Linked DNA regions of Mus musculus: regions 2 and 3 are each linked to region 1. Evidence: chromatin contacts called from public Hi-C and HiChIP or PLAC-seq data. All regions are on one chromosome and are shown on one strand. The core of a region is the stretch at or near the end of the contact, and the rest is flanking DNA. Distances in the headings are between cores, read along the strand shown.

Region 1 (3,828 bases), core at 121-2,620:
TACATGAAGACATAGTAATCCCCCTTCACTTTTGGAAGCCTCGGAGAGAGTTTGAGAATTTCAAGTTGAAATATCACCCCCTTTCACAAAATTCTGTATTTAAGGATAGTATTTTTCAGAATTTAAAAAAATTTTTTACTGGAAACTTAATATTACAGCATTCCCCTTCAGGGTTTATGGTCAAGCTTTTTTAAATATATGTTTTATTTCTTTAACTGGCAGATGTTTGAAAGATGAGAGTAGGATTAATCCTCATATTAATTTTTAAATACATCTCATTCTTCCAAAGAATGCCGAGAAAAAGAACCAACTCTCCATGTAGTAACTGGCAAGGAAGGAAATAGGGCTCCTACCATGGCAACTCCCTGTCAGGGATGCTTAGTGTTGTTTCTGTCCAGGTTCCTCACTGCTGAGAACAAATAGCCAACAATACTGAGAGACGGGGAGGTTTCTTCTGGCTAACAGTTTCAGGGATACAGTTATTGCAGGAGAGGAGAGGAGAGGAGAGGAGAGGAGAGGAGAGGAGAGGAGAGGAGAGGAGAGGAGAGGAGAGGAGAGGAGAGGAGAGGAGGCAGCTGGTTAAACCGGGTCTGCAGTCAGGAAGCAGGGGAGCCACACATAAATGCCGAGACTACACTTGCTTTTTCCTTTTGCTCCACTGTGAGAACACAGCAGACCTCAAAACACAGCAGTTTGGGAACCAACACACACGTCTCTTTGTGTCTGGCAATTGATGTAAGCTCCATGGTTTTTGCTTTTTTTCTAGCTCCTTTAATTGATTGATTGATTGATTGATTGATTGATTGATTTCTGAGACTGGATTTTGCTCTGTAAGCCAGGCTTGTGTAGAACTCCAATTTTGGCTGGCCTGGAATTGGAGAAGTTCATATTCTCATTATACAGAGTGCTTAATGGCACCGTTATGCTCAGGTCATTCATTCATTCATTCATTCATTCATGCATGCATGCATGCATGCATGCATGAGATAGGAGTTTTCTGTGTAGCTCAGAATTTCCCTCCAACTTCAAATTCTCCTTCCTCAGCTTTCCTGGCAATGAAAATACAGGCCTGCGCCATTATGCGCAAGTTATATTGGCTGTTGTTAATATTTATGTTAGGAAAAGAAAATAGTCTCTGTTTTACATACAATCTACTTGGAATCATTTTTTTTTTTTAAAGTTAAGTCGGGGTGAGGGGTGTGTGCAGGTTAACAAGCAAACGCAATTCCTCCAGCTAACGCCAAGGGGCACCCTCTCCTTCCCCTCGGTTTCTGGAGCGCCTTGAGTTCTTTCCATCTGCACAAAGAGCCCGGCCTCCTCCCGGGTGACATCACAAAGGGTCGTTCTCCGCCCCTTCGGCGCCACCACGTGTGTCCCCGAGCTGAGTGGCCATCCGACTCAGTCCCTCGCCGGCCGGTCTAGGCAGCGGAGGAGGCGAGTGCTTGATAGTGGCTGGAAGCTTCGCTATGGGAAGTCGCTCTTTAGCACTGTCGCGGCTAGCCCTGCTCTCTGGTTCTCCGCAGCCGCTGTCGTTGGAGAGCACCGGGAGGCGCGGGTTGCGAGCGCGCCTGCTTCTCACCGCCCGGGCGCCAGCGCCCCTGGGCAGGTGCTGAGCGCCTTTCGGAGCCTCCCCTGCTGCCTCCCTCTTCCGCCTGGGTGCCTGGCTGCTGCAGTGCACATGGGCTGCTGGAGGTAGATGGGCTCACCGCCCGTGAGGCGGCGGTGGATGCGGCGCTGGGCAGAAACAGCCACCAATTCCAGCTGCCGTGGGGCCGAGCGCCCCGGGCGCCGCTGCGAGCCCCGAGCTCGGCCATGGGGACCCGGGCAAGCAGCATCACCGCCCTCGCCTCTTGCAGCCGCACCGCCGGCCAAGTCGGAGCCACGATGGTCGCCGGCTCTCTTCTCCTGGTGAGCGATAGGAGGGGACCCTAGGGTGGCGGCTACGTTCGAGCCTGTGTCCGGGAGCCGGGCGGGTCCTCGGGCCCGTAGTGCCGGAGGCGCGCGGTGGGACCAGACGGGTTGGAAGGGTTGGTTACAAGGCAATAGCCAGACCGAGGAGGACTCCTACTAGATCGTGTGTGTGTGTGTGTGTGTGTGTGTGTGTGTGTGTGTGTGTGTGGTGAGCTAAGGCTAGTGAGTGTTAAAGAATTATTTTTCTTGCAATCTGGCTGCTTGAAGGAGGCGCGAGAGGTGTCCGCCTCGAGGTCCTGCGCATTTTTGGGTTTTTGCCCCCGACTCGGCCTATCTCGCACCCCAACACCCAGCCTCACCCCAATATCATTCGCTGCCAGACCCTCGGCGCGGTGCGAGGCCCGAGTAGTCCTGTCAGTAGCCAGCTGCCGGTTGTGGCCGCTCCTTTGTCGCTACTGCAATGTCATGTCCGGATGCTACCGCAGTGGAGACAGCCGGATCGGTGCGCTCCGGACGCGAGCAACCGCTGCATGCTTCCGCGCGCGAAGCTTTCCGGAGTAGGGCGCAGGCCACCCCTTGCTTCAGCTTCCTTGCTTCTCTCCTCCCTCTTAGTTCAGATGGGTCCTGATTTCTGCAAGCCAAAAGAAGAAGAAGAAGAAGGAGCCCGGGTGGGTGGTGGGGGTGGGGTGGGAGGGGGAGGAGGAGAAGAAGGACCCAGAGACCCAGGCGCCTCTAAAGCACAGGCTTGGAGCCAACCGGCGCTGTGGCTCTCAGTCGAGGGGGAGGGGAAAGAGCTACATAAAGGACGATTAATTTTCCCCATCCTTTTCTTATTTCTCCCTTTCTGTGTTTAGACATGTCACCAAGCAAGATGATGCAGGCTCTCTCAGCACCCAAATCTGGGGCGTGCCCGGATTGCAATCCTCCATCACTTTATCTGATCAAAACCTGACATCATCCCTTATCCAAAACTTACCCCCAGCTGGCCCTTTATTTCCAATATTGGGGCCAAGTGGGGAATTAGGTGGAAGAAAATTTGAATTCAAACCCTTGAGATGCTATAAACCAATCATGTCTTTCATCCCTGCAGGGAGGATGAAGGTTGTTAGCTAAAAACTAAACAAAAACAAAAAAGAGCTTGTTTTCATGGTTGGGCTGTGTAAGGGAAGGCAGGCCTCTTGTCTCCTTCCTCTAAAGGGCTTACTGCCTGGCCAGCCAAGATCTACTGCTTCCATCCCAAGGCATGACAGTTGCTATGGCCTGGGAATTCATTCTACAGACATTCTGGTTCTCTCTGTCTCTCTCTGTCTCTCTCTCTGGCTGACTCTCTTTCTGTGTGTGTGTGTGTGTGTGTGTGTGTGTGTGTGTGTGTGTGTGTGTGTGTGTGTGTGTGTTTAGGGAGAGAGAGAGAGAGAGAGAGAGAGAGAGAGAGAGAGAGAGAGAGAGAGAGGGCTAAAGAAAGTTTGTTGTTCTTAGCATTTATGAGGTAAATCTCAGTGTCCCTTGAGAGACGCTTTTCTGTCTTTTTATAACAATGGCAAAGTCCAAGCCCTTTAAACAAGTGTGGATAGTAAATAATCAGAGAGTCTTTGGGACCGTGGACTTGAATTGACAGTCTTAGATTGAACGAGTTCAAGGAAGCACTGATCCTAATGACCTGAGTTAGGTCCCTTGCTGAGTTCCCTCCAAAGGTCTTAGACCTGCTTCCGTGATGAGCATATACTGCCGTGTGTCCCTGCTCCACACAGATACAATCCTTATACAATACTTATAGATCAGTCCACTCAAATCCAATCTAAAGTTAGTGCTCAATGTATAGTCGTAATCTGGAATTATTTTTTAACTTTTAGCCTGATATATAGGTCCTTGAAGGTCTCAGCATAGTAAAACCATATGCTTTAAGTAACCAAGAAAGGG
Region 2 (3,808 bases), core at 911-3,410, 75 kb after region 1:
AGAACCTGGAAGCTGATACTGTGTATACTGTGACCCCCCACGTCAACAACTGGGACTGTCTTCCGGTTTCACTCATCTCTGTGTGGCAGCTTTCAAGATGAACATCCTTGTTTCCCTTCCCTCTTGTTGGTGCATGCCTTTAGTCCATTGGAAGAGAGAGGCAGGAGGATCTTTGATTTTGAAGCTAGCCTGGGAGTTTCAGGACAGCCTGGCTACGCTAACTAAAAAAAAAAAAAAAAAAAAAAAAAAAGATCACACATGCGCACACACGAACACACACATACAGAGCAACAAGAACAAACAAGAATGGGTCAGTTATGATGGGGGAGGAAACAGGTTTTGTCAGGTTCTCACTGTGTCAGAAGATTTAGAACTGAGACATACAATCCATTCATTAATTACTAGTATGTTAAGTTTATAGTTTATTAGTAATTTGGGAATTTTTTATTAATAACCCAAATTTGTGGTTTTATATTTTACAACATATAAAGTTTAATTACTTTATTGGATCTTTAAATTTGTCTTAACGGGTTCCTATTATTATGCCCATTTTACAGATGAAATTGGGCTTGTAAAGCTAAGTATATGAGATGGTTTCTTATCACTAGAACAGAGTCCCTGAAAAGGAAGAAAAGAAATTCTTTAAGGGAGGAAACGTTGATCTTAACTCATGGTTTCCAAGGCTTTAAGTCCATGGTTGGCTGGCTCTGTTGCCTTTGGTTGATGGTAAAGCAGAAACCTGGTAAGAAAACACGACGGTGGAAGGTTGCTTACCTCCTTTCGGCCAGCAAGCAGAGAGACACAGGAAGAGTCTTGGGACAGGATAACTCTTCAGTGGCACAGGTCCAGTGACCTTCTACTAGCTAGAACCCCCTCCCTACCTTATAGTCTATTCAGCTATGAACACATCCATGGTCGAATATACCACTAGCTGAAGCCCAAACCTCCAATAGATGAGCCTTTGTGGGGGACACTTAATATCCGAAGCATAAAACCAAGGAATGTGTTTAAGCCCTCACTGAGAAGGTTAGCAAGGCTAGGTTTGAATCCGTGTTGTGTATGTTTTGGGAAGAAGGGTAGAGCGAGTGGCTGTAATCTAAGACTGTTCATTCTCTTTATAAGATCACTGACCAGAAACCTGTTGCCACCTGAAACAGTGGGCAGAAACATGGCAGTGAAATCTGTCTGGGTCATGAGTAAAGTTCAAATGCAAGTTAAGTAAGTGGTACAAACGTAGGCATGAGAACTAAACATTAGCATTATATGGTGATCCCATGATGCATAGCTTTCCCAGAAGGCAATGCACCATCAGCTACTTTCTTAAAGTACCCAGAGTCAAGTGTGATGGATGGCACACACCTGGAACCCAGCACTCACTTGCAGGCTGGAAGACCAAGGCCTTAGGGTCAGCCTGGGGAGAGGGCTCAGTCAGTAAACCATTTGCCACACAAGCCTGAGAACCTTTGGATACCTGGCACAGCAAAGTACAGGGCTCTGTGGTGCACACCTACAGTCTCCGTGTTGGGCAGACAGAGACAGGAAGATCCCTGGGGCTTGCTGGCTGGCCAGTCTAGCTGAACTGGCAAGCACCAGGCTCAGGCAAGTCACTCCATCTCAAAAAAATAAGGTGTAAAATGGTGGAAGAAGGCATCCAATGTCCAACTGCAGCCTCTGCATATGTATGCACAAGGTCATACACACACAAACACAGAGGAGGAGGAGGACGAGGAGGAAGAGAAGGAAGAGGAGGGATTCAACGTTAGCCTGGGCTACATAGTAAGACCCTGTCTCAAAACAGCCATATAGCTATTGGAGTTATAGTTCATTGACATTTGATCAACAACACTGCAGAAACTGGGTGTGACATTGCATATCTCCCAATTCTTTCACTCCAGAGGTGAAGGCAGGAAAGATAAAAAGTTCAAAATCATCTTTGGGTGTATAGCAAGTTGGAGACCAGCCTGGGACACATTAGATGCTGTAAAAAAAAACAAACCAAACAACTGAAATAAAACAAAAATTCAGCATAAAATACTAAAATATGTGACTTTCTGATTAAAGCTAATGATAGCACCATTTGTACCATAGAAAGGTCTTCTCTGGCTTGCGCTTCTTCCTCTGAGGAGTATAGACAGCTGAAAAGGAAGGCTGCTAGTGTGAGGGCAGAGGAGACAAGAGAGCAACCAGAAGAATAAGAAACAGAAGCAACTGTTGGGAGATCCAAGCCATGTTATGCAGGCAGGCAGGAGAAGGAGTCTGTTCACCAATTTGAAGGACTAAGAAGGAGTTTGTGACCCCTGGGAAAAGACTACAGACTCGATCCAATTATAATGAAAAGATTTGTTGATTAGCTGCTAGCTGGATGAGTAATCTCTGAGCCAACTTCGAGATTACTTCGCAGAAGGGTTACGGGGAAGGACTTTAAAAGGAGAATATCACACAAAGACCTTCAATATCTAGGCAAGCAAGTAACAACTGTTCTATTTTGACAAATTAAGTGATTGAGGCGACTCAAAACAATCTTGGGTTATCTGTGCAACAAGTTACAGAGGCAAAAAAAAAAAGTTAGTCATAACAAGTGTTATGTATGGGGAGGAAGGTGTGACTGAGTCAGGGTTATTGGAAATTTATCTTCCGGGGAATGGAGTTAGAGACTAGTGGGTATGGAAATGAATGCCTAGCATAAAACGGAGCTTCTTTCATTTTCTTCAGAGAGTAATATAGTTCCTGTGGGCTGTTTTAGGCTGAACTCAATTAGATAGGGCTGCTTTTCAAGGAGAAACTGCTTCAAGGAGAGGAAGGAGCTGGGCGAGCATCTGTGGTTCTCCAACTTTCATGTAAATAAGTCACCCGGGAGTGAGCAGCTTGTTCTCTTTAAAAAAGGCTGATTCCCACAATCTGATTGGAGAGGTTTGTGGTGAAATTCAAAAATGAAGCCCTTGCAGGTTTTTGGACCACACTTAGAAAACTATCTTTAGAGAATTTCCGTTCCTGCCAATGGGGACAAGAACAGCTAAGAGGAGCTGGTTAGACTCGCACCTTCAGAGGCCTCCTGTCTACCCTTTTAATGTGCAAATGAGATACCTGAAGGTCCTGCTCACAGGCAGACTCTCCAGGCCTCTTCTGGGAAAGGGCAGCTGGCATCCTGTGTTGCTGCCAAGCTCTTGGGTAATACAGGCACTGCTGGGTTTTTCTTTTTCCCCGTGAAACTGGGTAGTCTGGGATGACTTTACCTTTCAGGAAAGGGGCAGAACAAACACAGGAGTCGATCACTCATTTCACAGGAGGGAAGGAAACACACTTTGATGAGCTGAAGAAACACCCAGAACCAAGCAAATCTGGTCAAAACTTACAACTGGTTGGGGCTGGGCTTGGTAAAAGTGCCTGCAGCAGAAGCACGGGGACAGGAGTTCGGATCCTCAGCATCCATGTTAGAAAATAAGGTAGGTGCAGTGCTGCATGCCCCATGCATGCTCCCAGTGCTGGGGAGGCAGGGACAGCAGAATCCCAGGGGTTTGTTGGCTTGCTAGCTCCAGGGTCCATGAGAGTCTGTGCCTAAATGATAATAAGGTAGAAAGGTGATCAAGAAAGACATAGAACTTTGGGCACACAAAGCCTACCCCTCCTCCAGCAGGATTGTATAACAGCAGCAGAAAGAAAGGAGACTTACAGAAAGAAAGGAGACTCCTCGAAGCCCAACTATTTGGCATTTGTGCAGAGAGCTCTAGGGATGTAGCTTTCAAGGGTGGACTTCTTCACGAGCAGTTGTATTTGGGTTACTCATACTTCTGTAAGTAACTGCAAGAAA
Region 3 (3,664 bases), core at 506-3,005, 120 kb after region 1:
AGAGGTACTAAGACTACAAAGGGAGATGCCACCCCCAAATCCTTCTTTCTTTATCTCCAAGTAATTCTAGCCAAGGACCACATGGGAGGGTGGGTGGGCTCAGCCCAGCTCTCCTTCTAAGAACAAAAAGGACTTATGATGTCCCCTGGGCTCCCCATTTCTCTGTGAGAGTTTTTAGGCTCAACCCATGAGGCCTAGACCTTCCTGAGAATGGACAGGCAATTTATGGTAGCTGAGGAAAGGAGGAAACATTTTCTTTAGCTGTGTGACTGACCACTGATGAGTGGCACATGTGCCTATAAACTCACTGGGTAACATACACAGAGGGGCATGAAAAAAAGAGGGGGGCTAGTTGAGAAGAAGGGAGGGGATCAGGAGTGGGAGGGAGAGAAGAAAGGGGAGCGATGGGTGAATATGATCAATATACATTGTATACAGGGATGGAAATGTCATGATAAGGCCATTATTATATATAATTGATAAATGCTTTTACAAAATCAGAACAGAAAGATAAGCTGAGGAGGAAGTTCAGAATCACAAATAAGTAAAATAACAACAGGGAAAAATCTTTCTCAGAACGTTGCTATGGAGATAGCCACATGCTGTGTGAGTGGAGACCTCAGGTTTTCCTATTGGGCAAGATGCATTGAGTAGCTACAGTCAGGGAAAGCCAGGAGGTCTGAACCTCGATGCCAGAGAGCCCATGCAGAGTTGAGAACAGGAGGAAGGTTCTGAGGAGCCCGGAGGGTGGATGTGGGTGACAACTTCAGAAGAAGAAGGGCAGGCTGGAAGCCAGTATATGGAGACAGATGTCATTCCTGGACCTCACGGCTACCTTGCTGAGCTCACTTTCTGCCAGCAGGAGAAACATGCCCTGAAGATGTGAAGATGCCAGAGACCGGTACAGAAAAGCGAGAGGAGCGTTGTTGTGGTTGGTTGTATGTGCTGACTTGATCAGGCTCCAGGGTGCTCAGGTATTTAGAAAAGCATTTGTAATGGCTGTGTCTGCAAGGGTGTCTTTTGATGTGTGCTACCGTGACCTGGCAGAGTGAAGTATACATTGCTCTCCCCAGCCCTGGTGGACCTCATCCAACCCATTGGAGGCCTGTGTTGTGCAAAATCGCAGAGGTAGGAAAATGTCTTCCCTCTGCCTATTTTTGAGCGTGAGCGTGAATGCTCTTGCCTGTGGAGTAAGACATAGACTGGACCTTACCTGTGTTAGACCTCCATGCTTCTTGGATTAGGATTTGGACTAGAATTTATCAGCTGTTCTGGGTTTGCTGTTGTGACCCACAGGTCATCACACTCCTCAGCCTCTGTAGCACTGTGAGACCATTAGTTATAAGAACTCCTGGAGTTGGAGAGATGGCTCAGAAGTGAAGAATGCTTCCTGCTCTTTCAGAGAACTGGAGGTCAGCTCCCAGCAGCTGTATCACCATCACGTGACTTACAAACACCTGTACCTCCGGTTCCAAGGGATCAAGTGCCCTTTCTTGCCTCTGTGGGCACCCAGACATGTGCATAAACGTACACAGATATACACATAAATAAAGTAAAATAAAATAACATGAATCTTAAAGGAAGAAACCCAGTCAATCATCACCCATCCTGCCTGCATCCTCTTGGTTCTCTTTTTCTCTGGGTCAAATGGATTGCCCCATACAAGCATCTTCTTGCTGCCTTCTCTACAGGCTGGGGCTAAACAGGGAAGTTATGGGTGGGGACAACTTTCAGACAGATCAAGAAGGAGGAAGGAGCGACTCATGATTTTCAAAGACAACACAAATGTTGGCAGTTTGGGGATGTAACCGATGAGGGCAGTGGACTCAGGGGCAGACCCGTGCGCATGCGCCCACGTGTTGCCATGGCACCAACACCATGCGCTCAATGGGATCTAGCCACACTTACGTTAATGCTCTGGTACTACAGAGTTGGAACTTTTAGTAAGTTTGAGCGAGGAGTAATATATCAGTGGTGATGAGCATGCAGGGTTAGGTCCCTTAGAGAAATGGTGACTAGGGTGGGAAGTGACACAGCTGTTGCCATATCAAGGCTAGAGAGTTGCTCCACCGAATAGCCATAAGTCCTAGTATCAGCCTCAGAGTTCAGGAACTCTGCTTTTCTTGTTTGTTTGTTTGTTTGTTTGTTTTCTTCAGACGATTCTGTGAAGGGAAGATGGAAAGTGTTAATTATATAAACTGAAGACGTTTCCCTGTGAAGTAAGGCCAGCCCATACCCAGCCTTAGGCTAAGTTTCACTTGCCCTTTCGCAACACAAACCTTTGTCCCTAGATCTGACTAAGAGGTTAAGCAATGTGAATACCGGTGGCCAGGCCCTTCCTCTCCCCAGAAGAGAGAAGAGGTCCCCGAGGCAGCAGATGTGAGTCAAGTGCCTTGTGGTAGAGGAGGCCACTGGAGTAGACCTGGGAAAAGGTTCTGACACTGTTTATGACTGTTGGGCTGGGCTTGATCAGACCAAGCACCAAACGCAGAGCTATGTATGCGCAGCTCTGACCTTCCTCCAGGGAGGATTTCAGGATGGGTGCTCATGAGGCTCCACTCCTCTATGAGTATCGGTAGGCAGGATTAATGGTTGCCCCAGAAAAGTAATGTTTTCTTCAGTGGTGTAGCTACTGATAAGTTGCCCATGTCATTGTAAATAACCCCTCACTCAGGCTCTTGTGATTAATTCACTGGGGCACATGACATCAATGACATCACACATACACACACACACACACACACACACACAGAGAGAGAGAGAGAGAGAGAGAGAGAGAGAGAATAATAAAAAAATAAAAATTTAAAAATCATCTAGTCTTTGTTAATAAGGATAATATACTTGGTGGTATACTTAAAATTGGTGGCAAAAAATCATGCCCGTAAGTAAGCACTGTCTGAGGGCTTGCGAAAGTTTCTAAACCTGTAGTTACAGGCATCCTCAACAAAAGGCATGGCAAGTCATTGACATTAGTGTCACCCAGGCACACAGCCAACTCAGGTGGGAATTGTTGGCTCTGTAAGGACAGGCAAAGGAAAAGGTCACACTCAAATGGCTCATCTCTGTCATCCTTAGTAGAAAAAATTGAAAATGATATTAGTCAAGAAAGGACTAAATAAGATGATATGCCTAATATTCAGGGAGACCAGGATAATGTTTCAAATGCCCTGGAATAACTGGCTCTGTGTGTGTGTGTGTGTGTGTGTGTGCGTGCACGCGCGCACGCACATGTGAGTGCACAGATTTATGTCTGAATGGTCTTCAGAAATTAGGTGATATTCCACAGGAAGGATTTTCCATCCTATCAAGAACCTAAGAATATTTCAAGGAACCAGATCACTATTTAGGGAAGAGGGAAGGTCGTGTATTATATTAGCCAGATATACTTCACTCAGATATGATTTTGGATTACACATGGTGGTGCACACCTTTAATCCCAGTACTTGAGAAGCAGAGGCAGGACAGGAGACACCCAGGGCCAACGAGACCCACATGAATGCACACCCCCTCATGTGTCAGTGAGAGCTCTCGCACACTCTCCCTCTCATAATGAGAAATGAGAAAAGGAGAAAGATAAAATATCTGCTATTCCTTGTATTAGTCAAAAAACTTCCTGCGTTTGAGGATAGCTTCGTGTGTACTTAGATATTTAGAAAGTCTCAGG

Evidence for each region. A called contact is a pair of places that touch in the nucleus more often than the background predicts. HiChIP or PLAC-seq counts read pairs in DNA pulled down with a chosen protein or histone mark.
Region 2: a contact with region 1 is called in an H3K4me3 HiChIP or PLAC-seq map of fetal liver, with 2.7 times the contacts expected there. The contact joins the enhancer-like site here to the promoter of Tnfrsf21 in region 1. A contact is called at or near these places in 4 of 39 promoter capture datasets (the HPC-7 cell line, embryonic stem cells, erythroid cells and 1 more), 1 of 15 datasets of contacts at CTCF or cohesin (embryonic stem cells), 22 of 484 Hi-C or Micro-C datasets (ECoMG myeloid progenitors, bone marrow-derived dendritic cells, cerebral cortex and 10 more), 14 of 115 datasets of contacts at active chromatin or transcription factors (the HPC-7 cell line, PVALB interneurons, VIP interneurons and 8 more) and 4 of 9 other capture datasets (adipose tissue, embryonic stem cells, macrophages and 1 more).
Region 3: a Hi-C map of peritoneal macrophages shows a contact between it and region 1, with 8 times the contacts expected there. The contact joins the enhancer-like site here to the promoter of Tnfrsf21 in region 1. A contact is called at or near these places in 11 of 39 promoter capture datasets (3T3-L1-derived adipocytes, the C10 cell line, the HPC-7 cell line and 6 more), 28 of 484 Hi-C or Micro-C datasets (B cells, the Ba/F3 cell line, the C10 cell line and 17 more), 22 of 115 datasets of contacts at active chromatin or transcription factors (the HPC-7 cell line, acute myeloid leukemia, bone marrow-derived dendritic cells and 14 more) and 5 of 9 other capture datasets (adipose tissue, embryonic stem cells, liver and 2 more).

What each region holds. Positions count from the first base shown.
Region 1 is chr17:43,015,185-43,019,012 of GRCm38.p6, forward strand. Tnfrsf21 (tumor necrosis factor receptor superfamily, member 21) reads left to right here and starts at 1,371. Exons shown (of 6, transcript NM_178589.3): 1 at 1,371-1,908. The coding sequence starts at 1,813.
Region 2 is chr17:43,089,646-43,093,453 of GRCm38.p6, forward strand. No RefSeq gene overlaps it. Among named protein-coding and RNA genes, the nearest start is that of Gm34627, 26 kb to the right of the region's middle. Within about 2 kb of position 2,161, at least 11 of the 459 cell types and tissues checked have an H3K27ac peak or open chromatin away from gene starts, as enhancers often do. A contact at or near this core is called in PVALB interneurons and fetal liver, where this site is marked.
Region 3 is chr17:43,136,251-43,139,914 of GRCm38.p6, forward strand. No RefSeq gene overlaps it. Among named protein-coding and RNA genes, the nearest start is that of E130008D07Rik, 20 kb to the right of the region's middle. Within about 2 kb of position 1,756, at least 108 of the 459 cell types and tissues checked have an H3K27ac peak or open chromatin away from gene starts, as enhancers often do. A contact at or near this core is called in acute myeloid leukemia, adipose tissue, bone marrow-derived dendritic cells and 13 more, where this site is marked.